Linked DNA regions of Mus musculus: all the other regions are linked to region 1. A link is a contact called in public Hi-C, HiChIP or PLAC-seq and promoter capture Hi-C data. All regions are on one chromosome and are shown on one strand. The core of a region is the stretch at or near the end of the contact, and the rest is flanking DNA. Distances in the headings are between cores, read along the strand shown. Region 1 holds the start of Setdb1 (SET domain, bifurcated 1). Region 2 holds the start of Prpf3 (pre-mRNA processing factor 3). Region 3 holds the start of Tars2 (threonyl-tRNA synthetase 2, mitochondrial (putative)). Region 4 holds the start of Pi4kb (phosphatidylinositol 4-kinase beta). Region 5 holds the start of Mcl1 (myeloid cell leukemia sequence 1). Region 6 holds the start of Ensa (endosulfine alpha).

Region 1 (5,113 bases), core at 1,401-3,900:
TAAGGATGCATGGGCCAAAGGTTAAGAGCAGAAACAGGATAAGAAGGGGTAGTAAGCAAGTCTAGATAGGGACCCTTCCAGCAAGGCTTGAGGGTCTGGCTGCAATGCAGATGCACTTAGATCAATCAGATCTCCGACCTGGAACTGGTGAGATGTCTTTGGGGTACCCAGATCTTTGCTGCAGCCAGTTGTAACCAGACTTCCTTCTGCCTCACCTGCAAGTCTTTTAACCTAGCATACAGATAATTATTACAACAACATGTGTGTTCAATCACATCATTTAAGACAGTGCGGAGTGTGGGAGCCCCATAAAGGATCTCAAAAGGAGTAAGACTGAATCAAGAGAGAGTATTTCTGGTTCTAAATGAAGGGGGGAGCACCACCCAGTCTGTGCCAGTCTCCATGGTTACTTTTGTCAAGGTCTCTTTTAGGGTTCTATTTATCCTTTTTACCTGTCCTGAGCTTTGAGGTCTGTACACACAATAATTTCCATTCGACCTCTAAATATTTGGGCATGCCCTGACTTACCTGGGCAACAAAGGCAGGACCATTATCTGACACTATTGCTTTTGGCCTTTTGGCACTCTGAACCTTGGAAAATTTTCTTCTTCTTCTTCTTCTTCTTCTTCTTCTTCTTCTTCTTCTTCTTCTTCTTCTTCTTCTTCTTCTTCTTCTTCTCCTTTTCCTTCTTCGGGTGGGGGGTTCGATACAGGATTTCTCTGTGTAGCCCTGGCTGTGCTGGAACTCACTCTGTAAACCAGGCTGGCCTCGTACTCAGAAATCTGCCTGCCTCTGCTTCCCGAGTGTGGGAATTAAAGGCATGCACCACCATTGCCCGGCTTCAATAACCTTAATGACCATCTGATCAGTCTCATTTTTACAGGGAAAAGCTTCTACCCATCTTGAGAACGTATCCACAAAAGCCAGAAGGTATTTATATACATATTTTCCAGGTCATACCTCAGTAAAGTCTACCTCCATGTAGGTGCCAGGTCTGTCTCCCGGGTACCTCTTCCCTGGATGCACCATAGTGCAGTAGACATTGACTTTTGCAGGGCACACACTTGTGCACCACCTGCTCCACAAGGTGTTTTAACCCTGGTACATGGTACTTAGTCTTGGAGAATGTCTGGATAAGCTTGTTTACCCCTAGGTGAGTCCACTGGTGCATCTGTTTGATCATAGCCTCTGCTTGTCTTTGTGGCAGGATTTTCTCTCCCCCAGAGGTGTACCACAGTCTCTTATTTTTGTTGAACTGATGACTGGAATCTTTGAAAATGAGGGCTAAGTCCTCTGCTGTGTAAGTAAACTCCGGGACCGGTTTTTTGGGCTCTGTTGCCAAGAACACGAGGGCCATGGCTGCCCAAATGTTTTGGATTCCTTAAAGACACACACAAACACACACAAGGGCTGGAAAATGATTTCGTATTTAAGAACACTTATTGTTTTCCAGATTATTTTGAGTTTGAATTTTAGTGCCTATGTTGGATGGCAACTGTCTGTAACTGCAGTTCCATAGAATCCAGTATTCTCTTCGGGCTTTTGAGGCCAACTTGCACTTATGGGCACATATGCATACACAGACACACAGGTGTACAGAAAAATATATTTTATATAGATACCTTGCAGGACATGGTGGCTCACAGGTTAATCCCAACAGGTAGAAAACAGAGGCCGGTAGATCTTTGCACAGTCTACATAGCAAGTGCCAGACCATCCAAGATTACAAAGCACGACCCCATGTTAAAACTACCACAACAAAACACTTCTTGAGTCTGCTCTTTATTTCTGTGTTTCAGCTTCCTTTACCCTTGCAGGCAGGGTTATGGGAGGACAGTGGAAGAAGACAGTGTACTTGAGTTTGGCAGTTTATTTGTAAGGCTGTTCTTAGGCTAGAGGGGTGTGAGCAGTGCTGGGAGATTGGCCAGATCTGCTGTGAAAGTAATGGCATTCAAAGATGAGTAGGCAGAAAGAAGCAAAGAAAGAAATGAGAGCTGGGCAGTGGTGGTGCACACCTTTAATCCCAGCACTTAGGAGGCAGAGGCAGGCAGATTTCTGAGTTCGAGGTCAGCCTGGGCTACAGAGAGAGTTCCAGGACAGCCAGGGCTATACAGAGAAACCCTGTCTCAAAAAAAAAAAACAAAAAAAACAAAAAAAAAAAACAAAAAAACAAAACAAAACAAAAACAAAACAAAACAAAAACAAAAAAAAACCTCAAAAAACAAAAAACCTTAATCTTGTGAAAGATGAAAACTACACAATCTCAGTGATAAAATGATGAGTTTTTTGTTGTTGTTTATTTGTATTTTTCTTATTTCCTATATGAACACTCATTAATTTTGCTAAAAAATTAATTTTATTACTAAAAAAAATCTTCAAATTAAAACAATAATCAACTATATTGGCCACCTGTAGGGGAAGAGCTTCCATAAATGACTCCGGAAAATACCTGCTTTGTCCAACTAGCCCCTTATCTGGAAATGCCCTACTTCACACATGCATACTCTCCTTAAATTCCCATAACCCCTGTACCGCAGCGCTATGCAATAAATTTGGTCCCTTCGGGCTACCGTCGGAGAGGCCGGAAGGACGCTCCCTATTGCTTCCGGACCGTCGGTTTGCTCCCCGCCCCCTCCTGCCTCCTCACGCTGTTTCCCCTCCCCCGCCGTCTCTCCTTCAGTTTGCCTGGGTTTGGCAAGGCGGAGCCCTGGAGTAAAACCTGGGGTCGGGGTTGTGAGACGCGGCCCTTGCGGTCGGGCGCCAGAGTTGTGGGGAGGACGGACTGAGGTGCGCTGAGGCCGAGGTGGACCTGGGAGGCTTGGCTGGTGCGAGGCTGGGGCTGTGTGTGGGAACTTGGCGGGAGAGGAGCGAGCCGGGGGCGGGCGGGCCTGAGGCGGCGGCTGCGGGTGGGCGCGAGGCGGTGCGTGGGTGAGGCGGTGCGTCGATGAGGCGCGGGAAAGCAGGAGGGCGGCAGGCTGGAGGCTGCTGCGGTTCTGCGTGGCCCGGGCGGCCAAGCGCCTGTGCGCGTTATTCCGAGTGTGGCTGCTGGGTGGTCGCCATGGCTTCAAGCTTTTGCTCTGATCACGTAGGGATGTCCGACTTTTCCTCTCTTCGTCCCTTTTCTTCTTTGCTGGTCGCAGACTCCCAGGGCCTGGTGCAGCCGGGAAGCCCATCCCTTGTGCAGCTGCCCTCTTGCATGGCCCTAGGAGGTTTTAAAAGCCACCTTGCCACGGGAAAGCAAAGAGCCGCGAGGAAAAGGAGGACTAAACAACCCGGGTGGAATTAGTTCATTGCGGCTCACCTGTCTCCAGCCGCCGGTGCCTCGGTTAGACTCGGTGTAGTGACAGAGCCAATTAAGGAACAAGTAGCTCCCAGAAGTATCTTCCTTGGTCGATAAGCACTCTTCGGTTTCCTGAAACCTTGTTTTAGCTAGCTCCCTGGTGCGTGTTGGAGTTCTCCAGGGTCTCCCCGCTCTTAGTTGTTACCCAGAGCTTGGGTCTGTGTGAGAAGATGAGGCTCCCCGGGAAATCTCCAGATCGCCTTGTGGAGGAGGAGGGGAGAGAACAGAGTTTGCAGGCTTTTGATTATGAGACAGAAATGGTGTGAGCCTCGGTTAGAGTTGTTTTCGCTTCTTGTTCATCCTGCACAGGGCCAAAGCATGTCCTCCCTCCCTGGGTGCATGAGTTTGGCTGCAGCGCCAGCTGCAGCTGACTCTGCAGAGATTGCTGAGCTGCAGCAGGCGGTGGTTGAAGAGCTGGGTATCTCTATGGAGGAACTTCGTCAGTACATTGATGAGGAACTGGAAAAGATGGACTGCATACAGCAGCGCAAGAAGCAGCTCGCAGAGCTGGAGACGTGGGTACTACAGAAAGAGTCTGAAGTGGCTTATGTTGATCGGCTGTTTGATGATGCATCCAGGTAGGGATTCCAGGAAGCAGAAGTAAATGTCCATCTGTGTCCTCCTTGGAGTGACTGTTGTTGTCATTGTCCTAAGCACTTTATACTTTGGCGACTTCAGTCAGGTGGGGCCTTACTCTTCCTCTGAGTTTGTAATGCAGAGTTGCAACAGAACACTTTTTCCCTGTGGGTAGCTGCTATGTGATCAGCAGTAGTTAGGTTAAAGGCTTGAATTCCCTTCTCTTCCTCCTGGACTGAACTTCCTTCCTAAGATCCCCAGAAAGTGAAGATTGTAGAGTTGCTGTCTTTTCTGTTTTTCTGAGACAGAATCCCAATACCTAAATCTTGCTGGCCTGCAACTTGCAGAGATCTGCCGACTTTTGCCTCCTAAGAGCTGCAATGAAATGATCCTAGCTTATGCTTGTTGAGTTGATTGGGGTTTCATTCGTTCATCCATTTTTGATACAAAGTCTCTTTACGTAGAATTGGCTGCCCTAGAACTCACCATATAAACCATATTGAGCTGGACTCATAGAGACCCATCTGCCTTTGTTTCTCCAGTGGTGAGATTAAAGGGATGTTTCACAGCACCCAGCAAAATGAAGTTGATATTTAAAGCTGTCTTCTTAGTTCCCAAAGCCACATAGATAATAAATATCAGATATTAGGACTTTTGTAACAGCAGGTGGAAAATTGAAGTCTAGAAAATTGTTTCATAGAAGAATTACATGGAAACAAACATTCTGTGGAAAAGCATTCTAAATAGGTACTTTGGAACATGTAGAGCAAACAGTCTATATTTAAATATACATAATTTCCTGTTACTGTGTTGTGTTTTGTATGTGGGGGGGGTTGTTTTTTGTTTTTGTTTCTGTTTTTGTTTTGTTTTATTTTTGAGACCGTTTCTTTGTAACTCTGGCTGTCCTGGAACTACCTCTGTACACCAAATTGGCCTGGAATTCAGAGATCTGCTTGCCTCTGCCTCCTGAGTGCTGGGTTCTGTTTTTGTTCTGTCTAAAGGTTTCTTACTCTGTAGGCCATGCTGGCCATGAACTGTATTGACCATGAACTCTATTGACCATGAACTCTATTGACCAAAGTGACCTCAAACCTAGCTAGTCTTGGTTCCTCAGGCTAAGGACTAGGATTACATGTGTGAGCTCAGAGGCTAGGTATTGTATAAATGTATATACATTGTAATGCTCTTGTACTGCAC
Region 2 (5,113 bases), core at 1,250-3,749, 500 kb before region 1:
GAAATGACAAAAAGAGCGAGGCACAGTGACACCCAAGCTTAGTCCTAAGTATTCACGGTGGCATGCATGCACACTCGAGAGAGCACACACACACACACACACACACACACACACACACACACACACACCACACACACACATTTAGTCCTAACTGCTCATGCTAAAGAATGAAGATTACCTAAGCCCAGGAATTCAGAGACAATCTGAAGAAAACATCATCTCCAACAGGAGAAGGGAGGGGGAAATAGAAGTCTCTTCTTCAAAGGGGTTACGAGAGGAATAAAGGAAATATAGATGTTTTGATAGGGGCAGATGTGGATGGATAGAAGAGTACAAAGTAAACTCATATATGTCAGATAGTTGATGTTATTGCAGTGCTGACATCAGACCCAGGGTCTGAAGCATGCTAGACAAGTACTATACTACTGAGCTGAATCCCAAGTTCTGGTCTTCTGTGTTTATGTGCCTGTGGAATCCTGAAAACAACTCCAAGGAGTCAATTTTCTCCTGCTGCCTTAGGGGATCCTGGAAGCAAACTGGTGCCGTTGTAAAACACCTCTACCTACAGAGCAGGCCTTCATCTGAGTTTTGCCAAAACTGCCAAAACTATTCAAACAGGGAAAGGACAGCCTGAGAGCTTGGTTTGGTGGTTCAGGCCTGTAATCTCAGAATTTAAGAGATGGAAGTGAGAATATCAGGAGTTCAAGATCATCTGCATAGTGAGTTTGAGGCCAGCCTGGGCTACGTGAGACTCTGCCTCAAACAAAGCAAATAATAGTATCAGGAAATTGGATATTCATGAGCATAAAAATGAGTTAAAGTTGGGCATAGTGGCACATGCTATAGACTACCAGAAGTACTTTCTCTCTCTCTCTCTTTTTTTTTTTTTTTTTGGTTTTTCGAGACAGGGTTTCTCACCACTGCCCGGCTTTTTTTTTTTTTTAAAGATAAACTTATTTTATTTATACGAGCACACTGTAGCTGTCTTCAGACACACCAAAAGAGGGCATCAGATCCCATTACAGAGCCACTATGTGGTTGCTGGGAATTGAACTCAGGACCTCTGGAAGAGCAGTCAGTGCTCTTAACCACTGAGCCATCTCTCCAGTCCCAGAAGTACTTTCTCTTACCTAACTGCATTTGATGTCCCTTATCTAACCTCTATCCACTACCCCCACCTTTCCCAGAGGAACTGCCATTCCTTAAAAAAAAAAAAAAAAAAAAAAAAAAAGTTTTACATTTTATTTGGGGGATGTGTAGTGGGGAACTTGCCATGGTAGACAAGTATTTATTAAGTACTTAATTGTATGAGTGTTACTGTAAGTATAAGCACTAAGCGTGTGGTGGCTATTCCTGGTTATCTACTTGACTATATTTGGAATGAACTACAATTCAGAATTGGAAGGCTCACCTGTGATCCTAATCTGGAGGCTGAGATATACAATTTCTGACCTGGATCTTGGCACGGAGATCTTGAGGCATAGTGGCTATAAATTCCAGAAAATTAAGACTGGGGGATCTTTGAGTTGAAGGCTTGGTGGCACACACCTTTCATCTGGGCCACACCTTCTGCTGGAGACCTACATAAGGACATTGGAAGAAGGAAGATTCTCTCTCTCTTCTCCACCTGCTTGTCTTGTGGGACTGAGCAACTGCTAGATCCTTGAACTTCCTTTCATAGCTGCTGCTGCCCATTGTTGGGACTTGGACTACAGACTGTAAGTCATCAACAAATCCCCTTACTATACAGAGACTACCCATAAGTTCTATGACTCTAGAGAACCCTGACTAGTACAAAGCCTAAGTTAACTTTTATGAATACGGTAGATGATACTACAAGTACAATAAGGAAAAAAAAAAGAAAAAAGAAAAAAAAAGTGGGACTCTAGAGCGTCAAGTATCAAAATTAAATAGGGCGGCCAGAAAGGCTTCTCTAAGGCTAATTTGAGCACAAACCCGAAGTAGAGTGGAGTGCAAATCTTGTAGTTTTCTTAGTAAAGAGCCATGCAAGGCAGAAAGCGACAAGCGAGAAAGTAGTCTGGTTTCTGAGGCTGAGCTAGCAATTGGAATACTGTTATCCCTAGAGGTTAGGAAGTGAGGCAGGTTTTGGTGTTTCATTGGCGAATGGGAAGCCAGGGGATAGCTCTGAATCTGTTCTTTTTTGTTGCCTGGTCTCTGGTATCGATTTTAAATTAGGGAGGCAAAGTTAAGGGAGGGCAGCTAATGCTAGAGATCACAATTTTTTTTTTTTTAAACTAGAAAGGACACTTTGAGTACGAATGTGGACGTCCTTGCTTTTAGTTCTAAGTGATAATCTTAGCGCACTAACTCTTTGGACCCGAGGGAATGTGATGCCAACCGATTTCTGCTCCGGGAAATAATGCCCGAACTAACGTTGGCATCGCTCCGGGACAACCCGCGGACTAGGCTTTAGGATCCCGCGGCGCGTGCGCCCCGCGGCCGGCACCTTGATACCGCGGCTGCGCAGCTGAGGCCCCGCCTTCCGTAGTCACGTGCCGTAGGGACCGCAGCGTGGCGGTGTGTGGCGGTAGCGACGGCGGGCCGTAGGGCAACCGGAAGGTTTCCGGTTCCGGTGTAACGTTCGGGCTCCGTCTCAGGGGCTGAAGTTTGTGAGGTGAGTAGTGGCCCCGCGCCCGAAAGGCTGTAGCCTTCGGTGCGAGCGGCTGGACAGGGCGGGAGTGCTCGGCGGGAAGCAGGCTGGGAGGACTCCCTGGTTCTGTCCGGGGAAGAAGTCAGAATGGGCTGGCTGAAGGCAAAGGGCGGGGGCGGGAAGCAGCAGGGTGGGCAAACCTGCCCTGAGGTGAGGAGTTAGCGCGGACTCGGTGGGGCCGGGGCCAGGTGGGAAGATAGCAAAGACCGGAGCATGGGGTTCCAGGGGCTTGTAGCGTAGAAAAGTAAGGAATCCCTTCGGAAGATGAGATTCTGCTACCTGCTCATTCAGAAGACAGCGTTCTGCCTCCCTCCCCTTCCCCTTCCCCTTCCCCTCCACCCCCCAGCCCCCCACCGACGCTGACGCCCCCTCGCTATTAGAGTTGAACATCTGGTTAGTGACAACTCTACTGACTGAAACTTTCTTATCCATTGACTGTTTCGTTTGCACATTCGGGTCGAATTTGAAGACATCCATTTGTTAGTATATTTCTTGAGCTTACATCCAATATGCTTAATATGCTTCACCTATTACTCTGGATTTTGAAAATTGCTTAAACTTTCTAGCCTATTATTCAATTGTAGTGGGTTGTAAGTCCCATTAACATGAGGATTCTTGGCTGTTTTGTTCACTGCTGTGTGTGTCCTTACATGCAGTAAGTATTCTGCTTGACAAGAAATAGTAACTTAAGTATTTATTGAATGGAGTGTTATACCAGATGTCTCATTTTCTAAGATAAGTATACTGAGGCTCTCGGGAATTAACTTGCTTTCCTAAGGGCTTATGAATGGTGGTGCTTACTATATTCTATCTTAAATGGGCTTTCTTCTCCACTTTTAGTGCCTGTGGTTGCTTTCTTTTTGATAGGCAGTATACTGCTATCTCATGATGGCCCAAAAAAGCTATCCCAGGATTATTCATAAAAGTTGTCACTGAGAAACAGCCTTCCAGATTCATTCAGATGTATTAAATACTGTGTATTGACAGATCTTATGAGAGAGAAATCTGTCAAGAATGTAGGAGCTAATTAGACTGCATCTTTTTTTTTTTTTTTTTTTTTTTATGACAAGGTCTCATGTAGCCACCGGTGATGTTGAACTCTGTAGCCAAGGCTGGACTTGAACTCCTGATTCCCCTTGTGCTGGGATCACAGGCTTGTATGATCATTCTGAGGTTGCATTTTTTAGATGTCTTTAAACATCTTGAAAGAGTAATTCCCAGATCATACTAAGATGCATGGCAGTGCTAAGAGGAGGTCTTATGGGAAGTTGAGGTCGGTGCAGTCAATAGATTGACATGCAGCCATTAGGAAGAAAATCAGAAATTAAGTTATCTTTATGCTGGTGAAGATGTTGAGATTTAAGATTACCCAAATGTAAGCATGAATAGTGTTGAAATTTTTCTCCAACTGTGTTAAGTAATAAAAAAATCATGTTGGTGTATAGAATACTTACCAGCATGAATAAAACTACAGAGAAAGGTGACAGCATTCTTAAGGATTATGAGATTTAACACAGGAGGACTGACTTGAATAAACCCTCTTCTTTGAATCCGTTAGACAAGTTTTAGGTCAAAGTTAGGTTAGAGAATGGCTTCCAGAGCAGAAGTTGACTTCTAGATTGACTCTTCAGATGTTCTGTTTGCCAGTCTTTTGTGTGACAGGGTCAGAGTTAGAACCCATTCCTCAGATTACGTTATTCCTAGTTTGTTCATTCTTTAGATAGCAATGATGACTGATGCTGAGTTAGAATTAAAATATCAAATGAGTGGGGCATGGTTGTATGCTCCTAGAATTTCTCACTGGGCAAGTGGAGACAGGAGAGTTGCCAAGTGTTGAGTTCTGTATGAGCTACATTGTAAGACCGTATCTCAAAAAAAAAAAAAAACAAAAACAAAAACTAATGGACCCCTTCCTTCTGTTTTGAAGCTTGGTTTTAGGGAATGTATTTCCCTTCATATGAAGTGGAGAGATGTGCTTGGGGTTGAAAATAGGAATGGGGAAAAGCACTCTTATTATGCTATTATCTTGATTGTTTTGTTTTCCTTTTCTCTGACTCTTGCTTGGTTTCTTTTAGGTGTAGTTTTTTTGTCCCATTGGAGCTCTCATTCTCCATTTTCTCCGAAATGGCGCTGTCTAAGCGGGAGCTGGATGAGCTGAAGCCATGGATAGAGAAGACGGTGAAGAGAGTGCTGGGCTTCTCAGAGCCCACAGTGGTCACTGCAGCCTTGAACTGTGTGGGGAAGGGCATGGACAAAAAGAAGGCGGCTGGTGTGTACCTCTCTCACTCTTCTGACGTATAGTGATTCCAAACACTGATTTGAACTTCCCCAGGTTGTCCCTGTTAGGAGCATTAAAGGAAAGGTGGTGCTAGCCCCCTTCTCCTTTTGTTATTTGCTTGTTTTGAGACAAGGTCTCCTGTGTAGTTGTGTCTGACTTGGAAC
Region 3 (5,113 bases), core at 806-3,305, 400 kb before region 1:
AAGATGGAATTGTGAAATAGTGCCACATCTCGGGATCCTGGCAGGCAAGAGTGGGGTGAGCAAGAAAGTTGCAGAGGTGTTTTCCAGGTAGACTAAAAGCTTAATATCTCCTGAAGCCAAGGCATGTTCAAGGAGAACAAGTATGTATTGGCCTTAGATACCTGGCTTGCTACAGTGGGTGAGGGAATAACACAACATTCCTTCCACTGCAGGTTGCGTGATGTTGGTAGCTGGTCAGCATTAGCCCAGTGCATTGCACATAGTAAATGTTAAAGGATGCGTGTAAGAAGCTGTCATTCCCGGGTGGTATCTCCCTGTGATCCTAACAAAAGGACACTGTAGAATAATTTAAAAAGTAGTGACAAAAATCTCTACCTTTTGAAATTTACAGTCACTACATGATCAGTACATATTTAACATATATTTATTGAGCACCTCCTAGATTGTTGTCTGCAGTATGACGCTACCCTGCCTCTGTTATAGTGCCACAAAAAAATCTAGGTCTGCCATTGCCATTTTTTGTGAATGTTGCACTCTGACCACAAGAACACACACACACTATCTTCCTCCCCACAGCCTTGTCTCTTTCTTTGTATTTCAGGATGTCTAACATATCAGAAGATGGAGCCCCAGAGTGGCCTATGACTCAAGTCAGCTGCCCTCCTCAGGCAGAACGAACATTGGGCTTTGGAAGCCTAGGTTAAGCAGCTTGTTCTGACAACTCTTCCACAAGACCCCATGATCCCATCACCACTGCAATCTGGGAATGGACTAAGTGTCCCCACCCCCAGGTGAGGGACTACTTGAGTTAATAAGGGTGCTAATAAGTTCATTTCCCTTTATGCTTCTCCACACATCTGACCGTGTTTCTGTTTTTACTGTGTAAAGCTAATATGTCTAGCCCTGCATCTGAGATTTAATGGAGAGAGATCAAAGAAAGAATAAAGAAAGATGAAGGTGGGGTGCTGATGAGAGACCAAAGGCTTATGTAAGGAACAGAGAACAAGATGTTGGATGTCTCTAAGATGGTCAGGGAGTCTATTGGAAATAAACTATGGAAAGAACAAGGTATGCTGGAAGAGTGCACACTGCAGATTCATCGGCACGCATGTTTTTTACCTTAAACTACCTTCTGTAATCTTTGAATTCCACATCTGAGACCTGTAAGATGGCTCAGCAGATAACAGGTACTTACTGCCCAAGCCTGGCAACGTGACTTTGACCCCTAAGACCCATGTAAAGTGAAAGGACAGAAGTGGCCACAGAAAGGTAGCATGTGACCTACAAAACTGTGCCGCCCACGCCTTCAAAGATTCTTCACACACACGCAATAATGATTGATTGATTAAATTCCACATCTGTGACATTAAGAGGTCTCTAAAGTCCCTCCACCACGACTGCAAAGGAATGACCACCAAGATAGTCTTAGAGTTGTTACATTCAGTGGTAATAACAGTGTCTTGCAAGCCGGGCAGTGGGCGTGCACGCCTTTTATCCCAGCACTCGGGAGGCAGAGGCTGGTGGATTTCTGAGTGCTAGGCCAGCCTGGTCTACAGAGTGAGTTCCAGGACAGCCTAGGGGAAAAAGAGAACAAAAACAACAACAAAACCAGTGTCTTGCTGCTGGTGCTAATTATCATATACCAAGCACCGAGATGAGCAATTTACACAAAATGTACCTTCAGAATGGAACATATATTTTTATTCTTGTTTTATAGATTAAAAAATCGAGATTACAGAAAGTTTACTTAAAAAAAAAAAAACTACTTAATGCCAGATCCAGGATTTACACTAAATGTTTAGTTCCAGTGTCTGTACTTGTTTCTTGTCAGCTTTAAGAATGTTTAATAAATTTTATAATTAAAGGAAAATGACTAACTTCCACTTCCTGTTTTTCTCTCATTCTTGCCCCAGGAGGTATGCCCTGTCCTCAAAGTTGGATGCCTTCTTGTCACTTTGGGAACCCAGACTGCAGGTGTGTGCAACAGCTTCCACTTTCCGGTCAACCGGAACCTTTCCCAGAGCGGCTGCTGCTGTGTGGGTTCTACCTCAGCGGAGTTCCTGGGGGTGGTGCCCGGCCGGAATGGCGGCTATGTTATCCAATAGGAAAGGATATTACTGACTTAGAAGCCAATGAGGAGCCTGGTGAGGAAGAAGCGGTGATCGGAGCATGGAGGTACCGATTTGAGACAGCATGGGTCTCTGTCTGAGGTGGCGCCGGCTTGGGTTCCCACTCCCAGAGTTCCGCCGCTGCGAGCTCCACACCGTGCGTGAGGTACGCCAAGCTCCCAACCATTTAGCCCAGCGGAGTCCAAGGGGGCAGGCTGTCCAGCCCCTCCTGGACCCTGCTGCCCCACTCGGAAATGTGCGGTTCCTTTGAATCCCCAAATTAAGACCTAGTGTCACCCAGTTTCCACCTTAAAACCAATGCTTCTTAAACACCCATAACCCCTACGACCCCATTCCGGAGTAGTGGAAATAAGCCCGCGATACCTCCTAACGTGCCTTTTCCTCCAGGCCTCTGCACCAACTCCTCCACATTGGTTGGCAGAACGATTTGGCCTTTTTGAGGAGCTATGGACCGCTCACGTGAAAAAGTTAGCAAGTATGACACAGAAGAAAGCCCGGGCTATTAAGATATCACTTCCTGAAGGCCAGAAGGTAGATGCTGTTGCATGGAACACAACCCCTTACCAACTGGCCCATCAGATCAGGTATCAAGCCAGCCTTTCTACCTACAAGAATTATTTTTCTGTCCTTTTCTGCACCCGGTCAGAAAATGAAAGCATCTTTTTGTTTCTCTTTGGTTTTTCGAGACAGGGTTTCTCTGTGTAGCCCTGGCTGTCCTGGAACTCACTCTGTAGACCAGGCTGACCTCAAACTCAGAAATCCGCCTGCCTCTGTCTCCCAAGTGCTGGGATTAAAGGCATGCGCCACCATTGTCCCGCTACATTTTTTCTTTTTCTTTGTTTCCCATCAGAAAGGTGTAGTCTTTGGGCAGGGAGGGGGTTAGGGTTGGGGGGGGGGGTCAGTCAGTCATTTAATTGATTACCACACAAGCATAAGGACCTGAAATATGAATTTGTGGAAGGAAACTGACTCCTAAAAATTGTCCTCTGACCCCCCCCCCACACACACACACACACTGTAGCATGTGTGCCCCACCCATAAATAAATGAAATAATAGTTTCAGGTTAAAAATAAAAAGGGTGTGGTGACATGTGCGTGTAATCTGGTCAGCCAACCTAGCCTGCTGGCGATGCTCTTTGCCAAAGAAAGACCCTCTTCTAAAGGCATGATTGTTGACTCCCGAGGAAGAATGCACACCTACTCCCCCAGAAAAGCATCTTGTTAAAAGAAAAAAAAAAAAAAAAAGGCTGGGCGTGGTGGCACACGACTTTAGTCCCAGCACTTGGGAGGCAGAGGCAGAGGCAGAGGCAGGGGGATTTCTGAGTTCGAGGCCAGCCTGGTCTACAAAGTGAGTTCCAGGACAGCCAGGGATACACAGAGAAACCCTGTCTCCCATGTGCTAAGATTGCAGGTGTGAACCCCTACGCTCAGATAGTCCTTCTTGCCAAGCATAGTGCTACAGGCCTGTAATCTTAGCATTCAGAAAGTGGAGGTCAAAGATTCAGAATTCAGGGCCAGCCTGGGCCAAACAGCAAGACCTGTCTTTAAAATAGAGGGTAGGATGAGGACTTTTTTTTTATAAGGATTTGTCTTTATAGTTTCAGAATTTCTGCCCTTCCCAATGTAGTGGATACATTGGGAAAAGAAACAGCAGATCTTTACTGCTCTGGAAACTTCACTCAGCAAATTAGAGTTGCTGAGAAAAGTCAGCCTCCTGCCCTGGGGATTGTAACAACTCTGTCTTCATTCCCACTACCCTCCTACTGCTACAGTGTAACACTGGCTGATACTGCAGTGGCTGCTGAAGTAAATGGAGAACTTTACGATCTGGACCGACCCTTGGAGACAGATTGTCACCTCAGATTTCTGACATTTGATTCCCCAGAGGGCAAAGCGGTAAGTTTCTCCCATATGGTGAGCACAGTGCCTAATTATCTGAGTGATCTTTAAACAGGAAAATGTAATTGTTCTTTTGCTTCACTTTCTCAATTCAAAAGTGGGGAGGAGACTGATCACAGACTAATTATTCCTGTGGAACCTGGAAAGTCTTCATGAAGGCTTTTATTTAGCATTGGTCTATAAAGCAAATACCTTGTGTGCTTGTGAAAGGGGGAGAAAAGGCTGAGAAATAGGATAACCTATTCAACCTCTTGTGCACACAGTGTAAGTCATCCGTGATGTCTGCCTAGTTCTCATGGGTTCCATAACGGAGCACAAAAGCCAGGGCCTTCCACTTTGTTTGTTATTAGAGTTCAGAAAAATATATTTATCATCTAAATGTGACTAGTGAACCAACCCAAGAATAGTTCCATCCCAGCAGATCCCAGGAACAGAAAATAATGGCACTAAGCAAAACAGACTGCTAGGACAGCTACTGGGTGGGGCCCCGGTGTGTAGCAACAACACACACAGCAGTATTAAAGAACTGTGGGTTGGTTTTGTTGTTCTGTTTTGTATTTTTAGGACAGTGTCTGGCTATGTAGCCCAGGTTCAGGCTCCAGCAAGAGCTTTCCCTCCAGCCAGCACATGTTTTATACGTAGTATATACCGAAGCCCTGAAGCTTACAGGAGCAACAAAGGCCACCGACCTGGCCTCCTGGTCCAGGAAACACTGAGGATGTGTAGGGTGGACCCACACTTCCACTCAGTAGCAGAAGAAACAATACTGACCCTCTGCTTTCTTTAAATGTTTTTTATTTGGGGCTGGAGAGATGACTCAGCAGTTAAGAGCACTAGCTGTTCCTCTAAATAACCAGGATTCAATTCCCAGCACCCACATGACGGCTTCTAACTGTCTGAAACTCCAATTCCAGGAAACCCATGACAGCAGGCATGCATGTGGTGCACATACCTGCGCAGGAAGGCACAATACCTATATATATACACGTGTGTGTGTGTGCGCGCGCGTGTGCATGCATGTATTATGTGATTACATGCGTGCCTGGTGTCTATAGAGTCTGCAGGAGGGTGTCAGATCCCAGGAA
Region 4 (5,113 bases), core at 1,529-4,028, 380 kb after region 1:
GATCAAGCTGAACTCTGTGCAAGGCCATGCAACAGGTATAAGCAGATTCCAACCAGACAGCCCAAGCCTGCTCCAGGAGCCCATGATGAGACTGACAAATGGTAAAGACAGCAACCTGCACTGCTCACCTTTTTCTGAACTAGTCCTTATTTGAGTCCCAATGTGCTTACACTAGGCCTTCTCTTTTCCCATGCCAATTACTGAAAGAATTCTTCTAAACCTCTTACCCAAACCAAAGCAGCTCTGTTTGCTATATGAGTGTTCAGCAAACATGTTCTCATACAGTGTGGACCCAGATGAGAAGCTAGGAAAACCAGGGGGCTTCTCCCATAAGTGGGGATCATTAATAGACTGCACTCCAAGTAATTTCAGGGTAAGGAGAAGTGTAACAAGATAGTATAACTATTTTCAAACCTGACCAGGCATAGAGTTGGAAGATGGAACGCCAGTGCCTTCTTTATTATCTCAGGCCAAGAGAGATGTGGAAGACAATTTTTTTTTTTGGTTTTTCGAGACAGGGTTTCTCTGTATAGTCCTGGCTGTCTTGGAACTCACTCTATAGACCAGGTTGGCCTCAAACTCAGAAATCTGCCTGCCTCTGCCTCCCAAGTGCTGGGATTAAAGGTATGCGCCACCACCGCCCGGCTACCAAGGTTCTTTTACAAAGGCCTTTCTACAAACACACTTTCTGACCACAGAATCTGGAGTTATGAATCAGGTACAGAAAAAAAAAGGCACAGATGGTCAACGACTTAATGTAGTGGAAGAAAGAGTTGAGAAGCAGCAGGCCAAGCAAGAGCTTGTATTTCAAACTGACTTTATACTCATAGTCAGAGATCAGAGAGATCAAAATATCAAAATAAAAGAGAATTCTCAAGATGGCAAAGCCACTAGCAATAAATACCTCTCATCTGACACCTGTAGTGTTTTATAAGTTAAAAAAGTACAATTCTTCCCCCAACAGACATCCTGTTATTAGCCTATTACAGTACTGGTGCTTGCAGAATGGGCCATTTTCTCAAAAGACCATTCTAGAGTTCAAGTGAGGAAGTTACAAGCTGAACCAAGGGGCCCTGACTCTGAGTATACATCTCTTTACACTGTCTTATGTTCCTTTTCCCAATCAGCCCCAACCCCAGACACACACACACAAACACAACTTCACCTTAGGTCCAAATGCTTATGAAACTAACCAACAGTAGTCCACTAAGCTTCAGTCAGGAAAATAATGGTTCCTCTTAGGTCTAGACAGGAGTAGGAGATTCTGTGATCTAACAGAAATCCTAAAGTAATCTAAAGCAAAATTTCTCACAACTTCATTCAGTTTCCATGCTCAGTTTCTGAGCATCTTTCCTAGTGGTTGCTCTTAAACACTCAACAAAATGTAATCTGATTGATAGACTTCTTTAAAAGTTGCTTCATCCTTCAGAAACACACATCTGTCCAGAAAAGCTTGAGACAACTGTGGCTCCCCATCCTCTCACATCTTCTTAGTTCAAGCTTTAGCTGATCTGAAATCATATGTGGAGATAAAAGGCATGATAGAGAACACTTAAAGACCACAGGGAAAACAGAGCCGAGGGAGACAAACATCAGCCGAATCCTGGAGAGAATGTCAAAAGTTGGAAATCCCTGGAGAGAATGTCAAAAGTTGGAAATCACTATCTGTAGGGGTGTTCACGGCAGAGCTTTCTCCTACGGGAAGCCCTCCAGAGGGCTGGAGATTGAGAAAGGGGAAAGAGAAGCCAAAGACAGCTTCAGGTATCATCAGGCACCCTAGAGAGGGGTTGAGGACTAAGGTCAAAGTGGATGGTATCTGGGTATGATGACAGTAGTCTGAGATCCTTTAAGGAGAAGGGAATAGGCAATTCTTGGAAGTCAGGAGCTGGGGGAGTGGGTCATGGTGAGGTCATGGAATTGGAAGCAGAAGAGAGGGATACAATCTGTAGCTGAGGGAAATGAGAACTCTGTGCTGAGATTGCACAGACTCGGAAGAGTGGGGCAAAATAGGAAAAGGGATAAAGGCGGAGTCCATGGAAGAGGCTTGTGAGCAGAAACACAAACGGCGAGGAAGGCAAACATGGATGATATTGTAGAAGGGGTCAAATGTGGAAAAGGTTCACGACTTAGGAAGATAGTTACGGAACAGAGGCAACAGAGGTACGAAGTGTGTGTCCTGCTGGTGGGGAGGTGGAATCCACGGGGCAGAGGGAGGGGCTAAACTGAAGAGGAAGCCAGAAAGCAGAGAAGACTACCCCGGGCCCGAGAGGAAAGGGTGAAGGACCTCGGGGTGCAGCTGCCACCAGGGGGGCAGTTTTGTAGTCGAACCCAGGTCGCGGTAGGCTGGGCGGGACAGGGTGGCAGAAGGACCCCCCCACACACACACACAGGCAAAGGCGACTCACGGGGGAGGAGCCGCTTACCTCCGGGGAACCCTCGCGGAGGGGGTGCAGGCGGTCGGGGTCGGACTGCCGACACCGCCGCCTCAGCAGCAGCGGCCGCTCCCGGGTTCCATTGGCCGCCTGCGCTTCCCTGACAGCGGCCGCGGCGGCTGCTCCAGGCCCCGGCTGCGGGGCTGCCCGCGGCGCCGCCTGAAGGGGCCTTCACGCAACTTCAAGTTGGACCGGACCCCACTAGCAGGACACAAAATAACAATTCCTTGGCGGGTTCCGATGTAAGAGTCCCCTGGGCCCGAGCCTTTCTTCCGGGAGATTGCTTTCCTGCTTCCCGGTGTCAGGACACTACTGATGCCATCGTAATCTGAGTCGAGTGAGCTGCCCGACTCACGCCTGTTCAGAAAGGAAAAGGGGGCGGGGAAGAGCTTTTGGAAGCTAGGGAGGGGGGGCAGGGAGGAGGGGCTTACGGGGGAAGGCGGGCCCTGTGTTTGAGGGCGGGCCTAAGAGACAGGCTTTACTAAGGAAGCCGAGAGGGAAGTAGCGTGGGTAAGATCAGTGGAGGGACGTGGAGGTACCGATATTTTATGTACTTCCAAAAGTGTATGAACATGCAAATTATATATAAACTATTCATTTGCGTAAACCACTGAGTTACCGTAACTGCCACCAGTGGCTTTTTTCTCCCTCTCCTATCCTACGGGATTTCTTTCGTAAGTCAGCCGGTAGGACCCATGCAGGAGGGCCAGAAAACAGACAAGAAAGAGAAGGGACGAAAAAAGGAGTACAATCACCTTCATTTCCCTCTTCCTACTCATCTTTAAGGATGATGCCATGAGTTTGCCCCTATAGCTTCAGGAATGGCCCAGTCCAACCGCCTCAATCTTTCACTGTTTCGCACCATCACTCTGGGACAAGGTGCTGCTTCCAAGGTCACCCCAGCTGCCAAAGCCTTAACAGAGGCTGGACAAGCCAGCTTAGGAAAAGTGAGTGAAATGACAAAAGTTTGGCTTATTCCTTTTCCGAAGGCTACAAAATCATGTGAGACAGGCCTCATAGACCCCTCCCCCCCCCCCCACAATCACTGTCCCAACGCTTTTCCTGGGACTTTTCTTAGTATCTTAGGCCCCTTGTAAGGGTAGGTTTGTTTGACAGGGTTTCTCTGTGTAGCCCTGGCTGTCCTGGAACTCACTGTGTAGACCAGGCTGGCCTTGAACTTAGAAATCTGTCGACCTCTGCTTCCCAAGTGCTACGCCTAAAGACGTGTGCCACCACTGCAGGCGGGTAGGTTCTTAATATTCTACGGGTTGAGCCTAGCTCTTGGGTGACATCTTCATTGCACTTATAAGCTGATTTGAGATCTTTGTTTCCTTTTTTTTTCTTTCCCTTTCTTCTCTAGCTTCCTTCCTATCCTCTTTCCCTTTTTAGAGACAGTCTATTTTTCCCAGGCTGCTTGTGATATTCCTTGGCTCAAGCCACTGGCCTGTGGAACATGTGGGAATATATCCACATGCCCCCAAGCTGGACTAACCCTCAACTTCTGTATAATAATATTGACAATATTATTATAGCACTACATTAACAACAGTAGTATCTGATGTAATAACATTTTCTAAGGTTTGGGGGAGGGGATCAAGAAAGTATGGGTTATAGTACTACATGTCTGTTATTGAAACAGACAAATGGTGAGTGAACCATGCCCCTGCTTCCGTATTTAACTGGGAGGCAGATAAAAAGCTAAAGCTGAAGACAAAGGGCTGAGAATTTGGCTCAGTGGTTTAGTACTGTTGCTCTTGCAGAGGACCCCGGTTCACTCCCAGGGGGTCCAATGCCATCTTCTGACCTCTGTGGGTACTGGATACATACATACACGACAGAAAAACATTCATAGAGGTAAGATTGAGATTTTACTTTTTAAATTTATTTTGAAGCTACAGCTTGAAATGCCTGCATAAAATCTGCAGCAGGCACAGAAGTAGAACAAATGGAGTTCTTGTTTGCTGGAGGCAAGGGGCAGACCCTTGTTAAATCTGCACAGAAGGCCTGGCTGCATAGTATATGGTGGACAGTGGAAGACTTTTTGTGAATATTGCAAGGCAGAACCTAGTATACAGTGGGATAAAAGGGAAAGAACATTCTGAGAGGGAAGAAGACAATGTGTGCTGAATAATAGAAATGGGAATCTTTTCCGATCATCAGGACAGGGCAAACAGATAAACTAGGCTGGGGGTGAGGGGCAGTGATGGAAGATAAGCAAAGAAGAGCGACAGGGTGCCAAAGAGAGTTTCACTCTGTCCCTGTGGGTCTCGGCTAGGTGATCCCCATTCCACTTGATAGGACCCACAGTTCTTGGCTAGCTTCCAACCAGCTGTATCAAGAGGTGGTGACCTTGTGGTAGCCTAGAGTTTAAAATGTTACAGGTTCCTCCAAGACCTGGGATTCCATGGTGCTGCAAAAGTAGGCTTTGTTTATTTGGAGACAAGATATCTCTCTACATTGCCCTGGCTGTCCTGGAACCCACTATGTAGACCAGGCTGGCCTCAAACTCAAGAGATTCTACTGTCTCTGCCTCCCAAGTGTTGGGATTAAAGGCATGCGCCACCAAAGCCCAGCCAATGGTAATTCTTTTTTTCTTTTTTTCTTTTTTTTTAAGATTTATTTATTTATTATATCTAAGTACACTGTAGCTGTCTTCAGACACTCCAGAAGAGGGCATCAGG
Region 5 (5,113 bases), core at 772-3,271, 300 kb before region 1:
AGGTCCTGTACGTGGAAGAACTCCACAAACCCATCCTAGAAAACAAAAAAGAAAAGCACATTTTCAAGTATGGGTTTCTGCTGTTGTAACACTACATACAGAGAAACGGTGAATTAAAATATCCCCCAAACAATGGTGAACCAATTACCTACTTCTGGGATGCAAGAGACACTTCTGGAGTTCTTTCCAGTGAGTAACCACACAACAGTTACCTTACAGCAGTTGTATTGCACCTCAATTATTTTTGCACAGACTGAGCAGGGCCCATAACCAACCACTCTTTGGATCCATCCCCATGTAGTATTTCTCCCATGGGTATTTCCTAATGAGAATGAGTGCACCTTACACCAGAGCTGGTGTATTTGGGTATTAACTTCTAAAATGCAGGCTCTACCCCTTATCCATTTGATTAAAATGAGGGGGATGTAATTTAGTCATCACAGGTGACTCTTACTTCTTCACGGTTTGAATCCACTGCTCTGAAGATTATCCAACTGAATTAGAAGTACAACCTACAGAATACAAGACCTTTTGGTACAATTCAAGACCGTCATAATGAGTTTTTCTCTGGACCTACCACCTACAACGACCAACATCATGCAACAAGAGATACATAAATTAAATCTGAAACCGGAGAGAAACTTTGTAAAAACCCTCTAGGTGCCTTCTCCTTCACAAAATCCTGCACCCCATTTCCACTCCACGGTCCCTTTATATCACAAGACGAACTTACCCAGCCTCTTTGTTTGACAAGCCAGTCCCGTTTCGTCCTTACAAGAACATCTGTGATAGTTTCTGCTAATGGTTCGATGAAGCTTTCTTGGTTTACGCTCTTTAAGTGTTTGGCCACAAAGGCACCGAAAGAAATAAGAGTCACAATCCTGCCCCAGTTTGTTACGCCATCTTTGAAAACATGGACCATTACTCGAGAAAAAGATTTAACATCGCCTTCGTTTTTAATGTCCAGTTTCCGGAGCATGCCTGAGAAGAAAAGCAAGAAACCTCATGGCCTCCTTTGTCTGCAGCGGGGCACTACCCTTCTGCCCACCCACGACGAGGGGACCGTGCTCTCCCGGCTCTAGAGCAGTCAGGCAGACCCCACGCCGACAGTGACATCCCACCCTTTCCGGTCTTTGAACCCAACAGCCAGATGGGCGGAAACAATGACTCACAGCCAGAAAATTCTGGTTGCAGAGCCAGGCTCCGGCTCTTCCCTCTTCCCGCACGGCCCGGCCCGGCCCGGGCGCCGCTTACCCTGGAAGGCCGTCTCGTGGTTGCGCTGCACGCCGTCGCCCACGCGCCGCAGGGTCTCCAGCGCTCTCCGGCCCGCCGCGCCCGCCTCGCCCAGAGGCTTCGAGTCCTTGGAGCCGGTCGCCTGCTCCCGCAAGTAGCGCGAGATGATCTCCAGCGACTGGCGGTATAGGTCGTCCTCTTCCTCCTCGGGCGGCGGCGGCGTGGAGGGCAGAGAGCCGTCGGCCCCGGAGCTCTTGGCCGCCTCGCTCACGCGCTCCAGGAGGGGCAGCACGGCCGGGCGCTTGCCGATGGCCTCCGGCTCGCAGCCGTCCAGTTCCTCCTCCGGAGACACGATGGCGGCGGCGGCCGACGCGGCCATCTCCTCGGGCGGCACGGCGAGGAGGCCGGGCGACTTATGCAGCCGCCTTTCGGCCGACGCGGTGACGTCGGGGTCCTCGGCGCCCACGGGCGGCGGCCGGGCGACCACCCGCGCGCCGGGCAGCAGGGCGGCCTCCCCTCCCCCCTCGCGCCGCGCCTTGGCCTCCTCGGCCACCAGGCGCGCCCCTGCCGGAGAACCGCCGCCCGCGCCGAGGCTGGCGCCGCCGCAGTACAGGTTCAAGCCGATGACCGCGTTTCTCCGCAGGCCAAACATGGTCGGACGCCGCAGGCTGAGGGGAAGGAGCGGGGAAGGCCGCGACTCCAGACCGGAGGCAGGCGGAAGTCAGGAGTGAGGAAGGCCGTTCCCTGCCGCCGCCTTAGGGCCGTGCTGACGCAGGCGAGGACTTCCCGTAAAAGGGGAAAGGGGCGGGCGTTTCCGGAGGGCTGGCCCGGCCACTCCGCGCCTCTTCCGGCCGGAGCGCTCTCGCGGCTTCCGCGGCTACGGTTGGCGGAGCGCGGTACCTGGCCTTGGCTCGCGGACGGATTGTGCTTTTTTGTCCGGTACAACTCTCAGCCCGGCTGGCCAAGTGCTTGGCTTCCCGGGGAATGGTTCCTGCTCGGGAACGCCTGCTGATCTGTGTCGGTTTTTGAATTTCAAGCTGCCCTGGAACTCTGCATAGCCCAGGCTGGTCCTAACGTTAGGCAGTCCTGCCTTAGCCTTTCTCGTTGCACTACCTGCTGTGTTTTTATAACATACCAGTCTTAAACACTTTTTTGTTTGTGTGTATTTGTGGTTGTGTGCCTGCCTCCAGGTGGGTGCTGGGAGTTAAACCCTGGAAGAGCAAACCAGGGAGGGCATCTCCAGTCTCATACACAAAGGAATATTAACCATTGATTTGCTTAAAAGTTAGGGGGAGTCCTGCTCTGTCATTTTTCTACTGTGAGCCCTCACTCCCTGTGTTCCAAAATGACTTTCCGTTCCGGTTTTTTTTGTTTTTTGTTTTTTGTTTTTGTTTTTTTGTTTTTCGAGACAGGGTTTCTCTGTGTAGCCCTGGCTGCACTGGAACTCACTCTGTAGATCAGGCTGGCCTCAAACTCAGAAATCCTCCTGCCTCTGCCTCCCGAGTGCTGGAATTAAAGGCGTGCCCCACACTGCCTGGCCAAAATGACTTTTCATGGACAGCTATTAAGGGGTTATTTATGTGGAGCCTGTGAAAGATTCAACTGGTGAAAGGCTCCTGAAACCCAGCCCTAAAGACCTGAGTTCAATACACAGAACCCACCTAACAATGAAGGAGTGAGACCACTTTCCAGAGTTGACCTCTGGCTGCCAGAAGAGCCTAGCTCCCTACCCTATCCCCAAACAGTAAAAGTCTAAAATATGAGCCATTTATGGTGGCTAGGCCTATAGCTCAATTGGCAGAAGAGCTTGCCCAGGCCTGGGGAGGCAGAGGCAAGAGACTCAATTTAAAACTCATTTTTGGCTACATGATGAGCCTGCTGTCTAAAATGAACAAAGGATGGTTACGGGAGTAACTCAGTTGGTAGAGAATTTGCCTACCCTTGTAGAAGTCCTGGGTTGATCCCCAGCACCATATAAAACGGTGAAGATCTTTGGTGGACTGGTTAGACTTAATATCAACTTGACACAAGCTGGAATTCCATGGACTGGCGGTCCTGGGTTCTGTAAGAAAACAGGCTGAGCAAGCCATGGGAAACAAGCCAGTTAGCAGCTCCTGCCCATGGCCTCTGCCTCTAGGTTCCTGCCCCGTTTGAGTTCCTGTCCTGATGTCCTTCAGTGATGAACAGTAATGTGGAAGCAAGCTAAGCCCAATGAACCCTTTTCTCCCAAGCTGCTTTTGGTTGTGGTGCTTTGCCATAGCAACAGAGACCCAAACTAAGACACTTGGTCTACATAGGAAGCGCCCATCAGCCAGGGTTAAAAGGTTGAGACCCTGTCTCAAACCAGATAGATAGATAGATAGATAGATAGATAGATAAGTAAGTGGCAAGCTGGAAATGTGGCTTACTTGGAGAATGCTTGCCTAACATAAAACCTTGGGTTTAAAACCCTGTAAATTGGCTGCATACCTTCAGTTCCAGAACTTGGGAGGCTCAAAACAAAAGACATGGGGAGATAGATGATGGTCCAGCAAGTAAAGACAATTGCTGCCAAACCCTGGAACCCATGTGCTGGAAGGGAAAGAAACGGGCTCCTAACCACTGTTCCTGACATCCACATATGCATTAAATCTATACATTTTTGTTTCAGTTTTTAGAGACAGGGTTACTCTGTGTAGCCCCAGCTGCTCTGGAACTTGTTCTGTAGACCAAGCTGGCCTTGAACTCACAGAGATCTGCCTGCTTCTGCCTCCCAAGTATTAGAATTAAAGGCATGCACCACCACTGCCTGATATAAATAGATAAACATTAAACTACAGTAAGTAAGGAGACAGGGAACCATATGATTATTTGTAGGAGAAGATCTAAAATCCTAGTTTATAGGATGTGGCAGGGAGTATGGAGAGAAGCATTTTGCAGTTGTAGTGACTAAAATATTTCTGTAAGGAACTTTTAATCCCAAAACAAGTAACCACAATCTGAGATGGGAGACATATATATATATATATATATATATATATATATATATATATATGAATGACATGTTGTAACCGAGCAGCAGAATTCATTTGTGTTTGATGACCTATAGGAAAGCTTTATGGAAGAGAAAGGTTTGCCCAGGTTGGTCCCCAATTGGAAGCCATCTTCCTGCCTCGGCCTGCTGCATTCTTACAGTCAGGACACCAGCTGCAGATTCAGCATGGACTTAAAAAAAATCACTTTAAATGATGTGCATGTGTGCAGATGCATCTGGAAGTCAGAGGCCTGTGAGGCAGCTAGCTTAGGTGCTGGAAACTGAACTTGGGTTCTCTGGAAGAGCAGCCTGCTAGCTTGACCCCTGAACCATCTGGCCACCCCTTTTAATGCTTTGAGAGACAGGATCACATGTAGCCTTGGCTGGTCTTGAACTTGCTGTGTAGCTGAGGATAGCCTTGAGCTAATTAATTCTCCTGTTTCTTCCAAGGTTGCCCCACAGACCTCATATGGGTTTGGACTCACGTAAGCAGTTGGGAAACAGGACACTGAGCACCATGATGTACGTTCTAATTCAGTTTCATTACTAATTGTGGGGTTAGGATGAATCAACAGAGGGGACTAGAGACAAAGGAATAGCTGAGTCTCCTGCAGTACGGTAGTCAAGTCATAATGTTCTGGATGGCTGTAGTGTGCATAGCTGTAAGCCCAGAATAATGAAGACCCGGGTTTCAACATCCAAAGCTAGCCTAAGTCACAGAGAGAGTCTCTGTCTCTCAGAAACAAAAACAAAACAAAAACAAATGCTGGTGCTAGGAGGGGTGACTTATCCCTGGACTCCGCCAGTGCTTGTTAGGCAGCAGGGCAGGAGTCCAAGGCCATCTTCCGTCACTATTACATAATGACT
Region 6 (5,113 bases), core at 1,189-3,688, 270 kb before region 1:
AGTCCCAGCTGCCTGATATGGGTACTGGGAACCAAATATTGCCTTTCTGGACACAGCAGCCCAGCTCTCTCAACTTCTGATCCGTCTCTCAAGCCTAGCCTTGGCTATTCTAAAACTTACTATGTAGCCTAAGCTGTTCTTGCATGTGTGGTTATCCTCCTGCTTCAGCTCAGGCGCTGAGATCACAGATGCTAGCCAGCACACTCAGCTACAATAGTCTCTTGAGGAGCATGGTTAGTGTGTAATGCCAGCTTTTAACAGACTAAAGAACCTTATTGCAAGTTGAACTATTTGGGTGTTCTGTATCTAATATCCTTCCTTCAGTCCCCATCTGCCACCTACCCAAATGCCCACCATTAATCCTTCATTTCCTATAGTTAGAAGGGAAGTAACATCATTGCAGAGATTCACATAATTTGCTTTTCTCTTTCCAAGTTTCTAATTTATCTTTACTACTGCTAAATAACCAAAGCTACAGAAAAACATGCAGTAGAATGTCTACGGACTTCATCCAAGGTGCCACAGTATAAGGGTGTCCCATACCCCTTTCTGGAGTCTCTTCATGAGGAAGTCGGAGCCTCCAGGCTTTTGTCCTAGGCTTGGATATTTGGCCTTTAGCTTTGCCTCCTCAGCTTTCTCAGGGAGAATCCCTTCTTTCTCCTGTGTATCCTGAAGAAAACACGCCAAGTGAAATTAATGGCTGAAAAACAATGACTTCTAATATCTGATAACCTTTGTATTATCAAATTTTCTTAGAGGTCTACCTGTTTGTAATTATGCTATCTACACTCTGTTCTGTTGAGTGTGTGTATTATTTAAGGATTTATTTATTTTATGTGCATGTATTCTGCAGACTCGTATGGCTATGGCTGTGTACCACATGGATGCCCAGTGCCCTGAGTTCAGTCTGGGCCCGGTTTCCTAGACTGAACTGTACATGGTTGTGAGCTACCATGGGCTGGGAACTAAACCCAGGTGCTCTGCAATGAGTGTTCCTAACCAATCTTTCCTGCTCCTCTACTCTTAAAAGCTAGACCTTTGTTCAAATGCCTAAGCTCAAGATAACTGTATCAAGCAAAGAAAAACAAGTTAGTTCTTATATTACACTCAAGGAATCACCCGTGACCTGTGAACACTAGGTTAAAGGTAGTATCTCAACATGATACTTGAACCATAGAGCAAGCCAGAGCTCACTCAGGAAAGATAAAAAAGGAACTACTAGAGTTCCTGGCTGTCCTACAGGTCAGGGGAGCTTTTGTCTGCTGAGAGGCTCCCTCCTCATTCACACTCTAAGAAGCAATATGGTCTCACTGTGGAGGACGCTAGGCATGTGGCTTATTCTAAAGATATTTACCAGAGTAATATACTTGAAAACAGAAATCAACATGCCATTAGTTTTTCTTGTTGTTTTTATTTTTATATTTTCTGAGAGAGGGGTTCTTGGTGTATATTAGGTTGGTCTTGAACTCAGAACTCAAGAGATCTGCCTGCCTCTGCCTTCCAAGTGCTGGGATTAAAGGCGTGCGCCACCATCTCCTGGCTAGTGTATTTTCACTTGACAAACAGGGTCAGAGATAACACTAAGTGTATTTAATGAGTCCCTGAGCTCAGTGTTAAGTAACTCAAATATGGTGTCGAAGAAGGGGTTTGGCACTAGTGTTTTCATAATGCGATGGTGGGTGGACCACATCCCACTGCGGAGAAATTCGAGCGGATCTATAAGTCACTGACGGTGAACAACAAACCATCCCTACCAAACAGGTCTAAGGAAGTTGCCACCTGAACTTACCCCATGGTAATAATTACTCTTTTCCCCTCCCCCAATGCTGGTTCATTTTAAATGTCTTCACTTTGACCTCTATCTTGCTGTGGATGAAGGATGAGCTCCAGTCTGGTATTTATCTTTACTAATCAAACATCTCATTTACAGCTCTGGACCACCATCCAGCCCCCTTTCATTCGCCTCATCTTTCCAAACACCCGCCCACGCCAGAGCTCGCCCAATTATAGAACGGCTTCCATGAACTGAATAGAGGCCTACTGGCCAATAAGAAAGGGGAGCCCACAGATTGACAATCGGCTTGACTAATCGACATCAGGGCACTAGGCCGCGCCGAAATGCAGCCTGCGCGACATTAGTAGTGGCCAACCCCTGTACAGCCTGAGGCAGAGGCGGCCAATCAGCGGCAGCGGGGGCGTATTCCGCCCGCGCGGCCACCCCCGGTCCCCCCTTCTCCTCACCTGCTTCTCCTCGCCGGTCTCCTCCGCAGGGTTTTCTTCTTCTTGTTTCTGGGACATGGCAGAACCGGGACTGTGTAATGCAGGGCCCGGGAAGTCAGCCGGAAAAGGGAAGGGGGAGGGGAAACGGGGACAACCTGAGCTGCTGCTCCGGCTCCTGTCACTATGGTTGCTCAGTCAAAATGGCGGCTCAAGCCCGTGACGTTGAGACCGCCCCCTCCTATGAGAGCCAATGAGAGTGGGCTTGACGGGGCAATGATGTAACGACACACCAATAAGCGTTGGCCGGAGGTGGGCGGATTCTTTAGAGCGACAGGCAAGCTAGAACACCAACCGGGAAAGAGAGTGAGCCACAGAACCAATTAAAAGCCTGCATGGACCTTAGGGGCAGGACAGCAAGCTTTGGTATTTTTGCTTCTTGGGTGGGCTGAAGCTGTGTTCAGTTTATTAGCCAGATCCTGGGCAAGTCGCTGAATGTTGCATCCGAGCCGGGTTAACATAGAAATCCTTTATTCTCTGGTGCAAAGGCTCAAGCCTTGAGCGGTGTTAGAACAAGTTACCCACGACCAAAAATTAAAATTGGAAGACAAACTGATATTCAGCAGTTTTCCAGGACTCAGTGCTAGCTTGTAGGAGACTTGAGTTTTCTTGTAAGGTTTTCATTCACACTTTAGTCCTTATGTAGGCAATTATAACTGTTAATGATGTATTTATAAAAACATAAAGGGAGATATGTTCTATGGAGTTGTGGTGAGTGTTGTGATTATAGAAATATAGAGAAGTATAAGGTTATGTTCTATGGGGGTGTGGTGAGGTATGGGGTAAGGGGGTGCCTCAGGCCCATGCCAAGGCATCCCTGCCCCCTGAGGGACCAGCCACATGACGGTATAGTATAGAATAGAGTTTATTCAGGGTATAGGGAGGGGAGTTAAGAGAGAGGGTAGTAGTGAACCGGGCATGGTGGAATCCCAGCACCCAGGAGGCAGAGGCAGGCGGATTTCTGAGTTCGAGGCCAGCCTGGTCTACAGAGTGAGTTCCAGGACAGCCAGGGTTATACAGAGAAACCCTGTCTCGAAAACAAACAAACAAACAAACAAACAAACAAACCAGAGAGAGAGAGAGAGAGAGAGAGAGAGAGAGAGAGAGAGAGAGAGAGAAGGTAGTAGAGGCAGAGAAAGGCAGAGAGAGGGAGAAAGTAGCCCATGGCCACATGGAGAGAAAGGAGAAGGGAATGGGGAGAGAGGGGGAAGAGGGGGAACTAAAGGGTAAGAGGCAAAAGTAAGAGAGAGAGGAGGGGGCAAGCAGCCCCTTTTATAGTGGGCCAGGCCTACCAGGCTGTTGCTAGGTAACTGTGGGGGGTGGAGTCCAGACAGAATACCAACAGTGAGGTATGGGAGAAGGGGGTACCTCAGCAGGCCCATGCTAAGGCATCCCTGCCCCCTGAGGGACCAGCCACAGGACTATAGAATAGAGTATATTCAGGGCATGGGGAGGGGAGTCAAGAGAGAGGGTAGTAGAGGTAGAGAAAGGCAGAGAGAGTAGAGAATTATAAAAGTAGAGGCAGCCGTGAGCACGTGGGAAAGGGGGGAAAGGAATGGGGAAGGACAAGGAGACAGAGGGAAGAGCAAGAGACCAAGAGGGCAAGAGACCTAGAGGGGCAAACAGCACCTTTTATAGTGGGTCAGGCCTTCCTGGCTGTTGCCAGGTAACTGTGGGGTGGAGCTTAGACAGGATGCTAACAGTTAAGGGTCACTCTGTGGAGACATAATTTCTTGAGTTTAAGATGGTAGTTCTAGGCACATGGTAAACATTTAACACATATTAAATACCAGCTAATGTAAACAAAGCCATAGTTCAATAATAGTTCTTAACCTGTGTGATGGTTCCTGTCTATAATACTCCCACAAAGGACGCTGAAACAGTATCTCGAGTGTGAAGCAAACCAAGACTACACAGTGCAACCCTGTCTCAAAAACGAAAGGCAACCAAAGAAATAGAGTAGTTCTTGAGCATCTATCAAGTAGATAGGACTGTATTACTTTTATATGAATACACACATAGGGCAGCCTCCGCCTTTCAAATTAAGCCATTATCTCATCATCTCCTCCTCCTCCTGTTCCTCCTCTTCCTCCTCCTCCTCCTCCTCCTCCTCCTCCTCCTCCTCTCCTTTTTGGTTTTTCCATGTAACAGTTTTGGCTGTTGCTGGAACTTACTCTGTAGACCAGACTGACCTCACAATCATGGAGATCTGCTTGCCTCTGCCTCCCAAATACTGGGTGGGGTTCAAGTCTTTTTTAAAAAAGATTTATTTTATGTATATGAGTACACTGTACCTGTTCTGATTGTTGTGAGCTTTTTTTTTTTTTTTCTTTAAAGTTTATTCAATACAACATAAACTCCAACTTCACTGAGGTGGCTGACCACGTCCACGACCAAAGCCGCCTCTAAACTGGAACTCAGTGGCCGAGCCAGCCCCAGCCTCAGTTTTCTTGTCAGCTCCAGGGGGCACAGCGCTCCTTCTGTAGGTGTCTCTGTCAGCCTCCCCTCTTGTGAATCTTGCAGGTCGCTCACCCTCTGGACCTTTGGGCCGAGGCCTGCCGGTCTCGGGACGGCTGCGGCGCAGGGTGGCGGGCACGATCTCCGGGGGTAGGTGCAGGTAGTCTCGGGGACACTGGATGCCCTCGTTCGTAAGGTACCAGTAGAAATGTCTCCAAGCAAACTGTTCCTTCACGTAGCCTCGAGACTTGAGAGACTGCATGGCCTTCATTACATGAAGGTTGGGCACATTTTTGTCTGCCAGCTCGGGGTGCTTAGGCATGTGGACATCCTTTTTGGCGACCATCACGCCCTCCTTAAAAAGGAGTTCGTAGATGGC

What was found. Promoter capture Hi-C pulls out the DNA fragments that hold promoters and counts their contacts. A called contact is a pair of places that touch in the nucleus more often than the background predicts. HiChIP or PLAC-seq counts read pairs in DNA pulled down with a chosen protein or histone mark. Capture Hi-C pulls out chosen DNA fragments and counts their contacts.
Region 2: a promoter capture Hi-C map of adipose tissue shows a contact between it and region 1, with 2.8 times the contacts expected there. The contact joins the promoter of Prpf3 here to the promoter of Setdb1 in region 1. A contact is called at or near these places in 3 of 39 promoter capture datasets (erythroid cells, hippocampal neurons and liver), 10 of 484 Hi-C or Micro-C datasets (CD4 T cells, CD8 T cells, embryonic stem cells and 5 more), 2 of 115 datasets of contacts at active chromatin or transcription factors (embryonic limb bud and embryonic stem cells) and 3 of 9 other capture datasets (adipose tissue, liver and pancreatic islet).
Region 3: a contact with region 1 is called in a promoter capture Hi-C map of erythroid cells, with 6 times the contacts expected there. The contact joins the promoter of Tars2 here to the promoter of Setdb1 in region 1. A contact is called at or near these places in 5 of 39 promoter capture datasets (embryonic stem cells, erythroid cells, liver and 2 more), 1 of 15 datasets of contacts at CTCF or cohesin (large pre-B cells), 4 of 484 Hi-C or Micro-C datasets (CD8 T cells, embryonic stem cells and epidermal suprabasal cells), 5 of 115 datasets of contacts at active chromatin or transcription factors (embryonic stem cells, large pre-B cells, microglia and 2 more) and 1 of 9 other capture datasets (adipose tissue).
Region 4: a FOXA1 HiChIP or PLAC-seq map of pancreatic cancer cells shows a contact between it and region 1. The contact joins the promoter of Pi4kb here to the promoter of Setdb1 in region 1. A contact is called at or near these places in 2 of 115 datasets of contacts at active chromatin or transcription factors (embryonic stem cells and pancreatic cancer cells).
Region 5: an H3K27ac HiChIP or PLAC-seq map of microglia shows a contact between it and region 1, with 5 times the contacts expected there. The contact joins the promoter of Mcl1 here to the promoter of Setdb1 in region 1. A contact is called at or near these places in 1 of 39 promoter capture datasets (hippocampal neurons), 1 of 484 Hi-C or Micro-C datasets (embryonic stem cells), 4 of 115 datasets of contacts at active chromatin or transcription factors (effector CD8 T cells, embryonic stem cells, microglia and 1 more) and 1 of 9 other capture datasets (pancreatic islet).
Region 6: a Hi-C map of adipose-derived mesenchymal stem cells shows a contact between it and region 1, with 3 times the contacts expected there. The contact joins the promoter of Ensa here to the promoter of Setdb1 in region 1. A contact is called at or near these places in 3 of 39 promoter capture datasets (hippocampal neurons and liver), 5 of 484 Hi-C or Micro-C datasets (B cells, adipose-derived mesenchymal stem cells, cerebral cortex and 2 more) and 2 of 115 datasets of contacts at active chromatin or transcription factors (PVALB interneurons and bone marrow-derived macrophages).

The regions. Positions count from the first base shown.
Region 1 is chr3:95,354,739-95,359,851 of GRCm38.p6, reverse strand. It overlaps Setdb1 (SET domain, bifurcated 1), which reads left to right and starts at 2,650. Exons shown (of 22, transcript NM_018877.3): 1 at 2,650-2,787; 2 at 3,650-3,918. The coding sequence starts at 3,659.
Region 2 is chr3:95,853,271-95,858,383 of GRCm38.p6, reverse strand. Prpf3 (pre-mRNA processing factor 3) reads left to right here and starts at 2,499. Exons shown (of 16, transcript NM_001316751.2): 1 at 2,499-2,635; 2 at 4,747-4,940. The coding sequence starts at 4,796.
Region 3 is chr3:95,751,919-95,757,031 of GRCm38.p6, reverse strand. Tars2 (threonyl-tRNA synthetase 2, mitochondrial (putative)) reads left to right here and starts at 2,055. Exons shown (of 18, transcript NM_027931.3): 1 at 2,055-2,274; 2 at 2,517-2,713; 3 at 3,902-4,025. The coding sequence starts at 2,194.
Region 4 is chr3:94,972,396-94,977,508 of GRCm38.p6, reverse strand. It overlaps Pi4kb (phosphatidylinositol 4-kinase beta), which reads right to left and starts at 2,778. Exons shown (of 11, transcript NM_175356.3): 1 at 2,424-2,778. B230398E01Rik (a long non-coding RNA gene) reads left to right here. Exons shown (of 4, transcript XR_003954666.1): 2 at 1-2,160.
Region 5 is chr3:95,655,629-95,660,741 of GRCm38.p6, reverse strand. Mcl1 (myeloid cell leukemia sequence 1) reads right to left here and starts at 2,021. Exons shown (of 3, transcript NM_008562.3): 1 at 1,255-2,021; 2 at 734-981; 3 at 1-35. The coding sequence starts at 1,885. RefSeq lists a cis regulatory region at 4,957-5,113.
Region 6 is chr3:95,622,305-95,627,417 of GRCm38.p6, reverse strand. Ensa (endosulfine alpha) reads right to left here and starts at 2,438. Exons shown (of 4, transcript NM_019561.2): 1 at 2,242-2,438; 2 at 544-669. The coding sequence starts at 2,298. It also overlaps the pseudogene Rps10-ps1.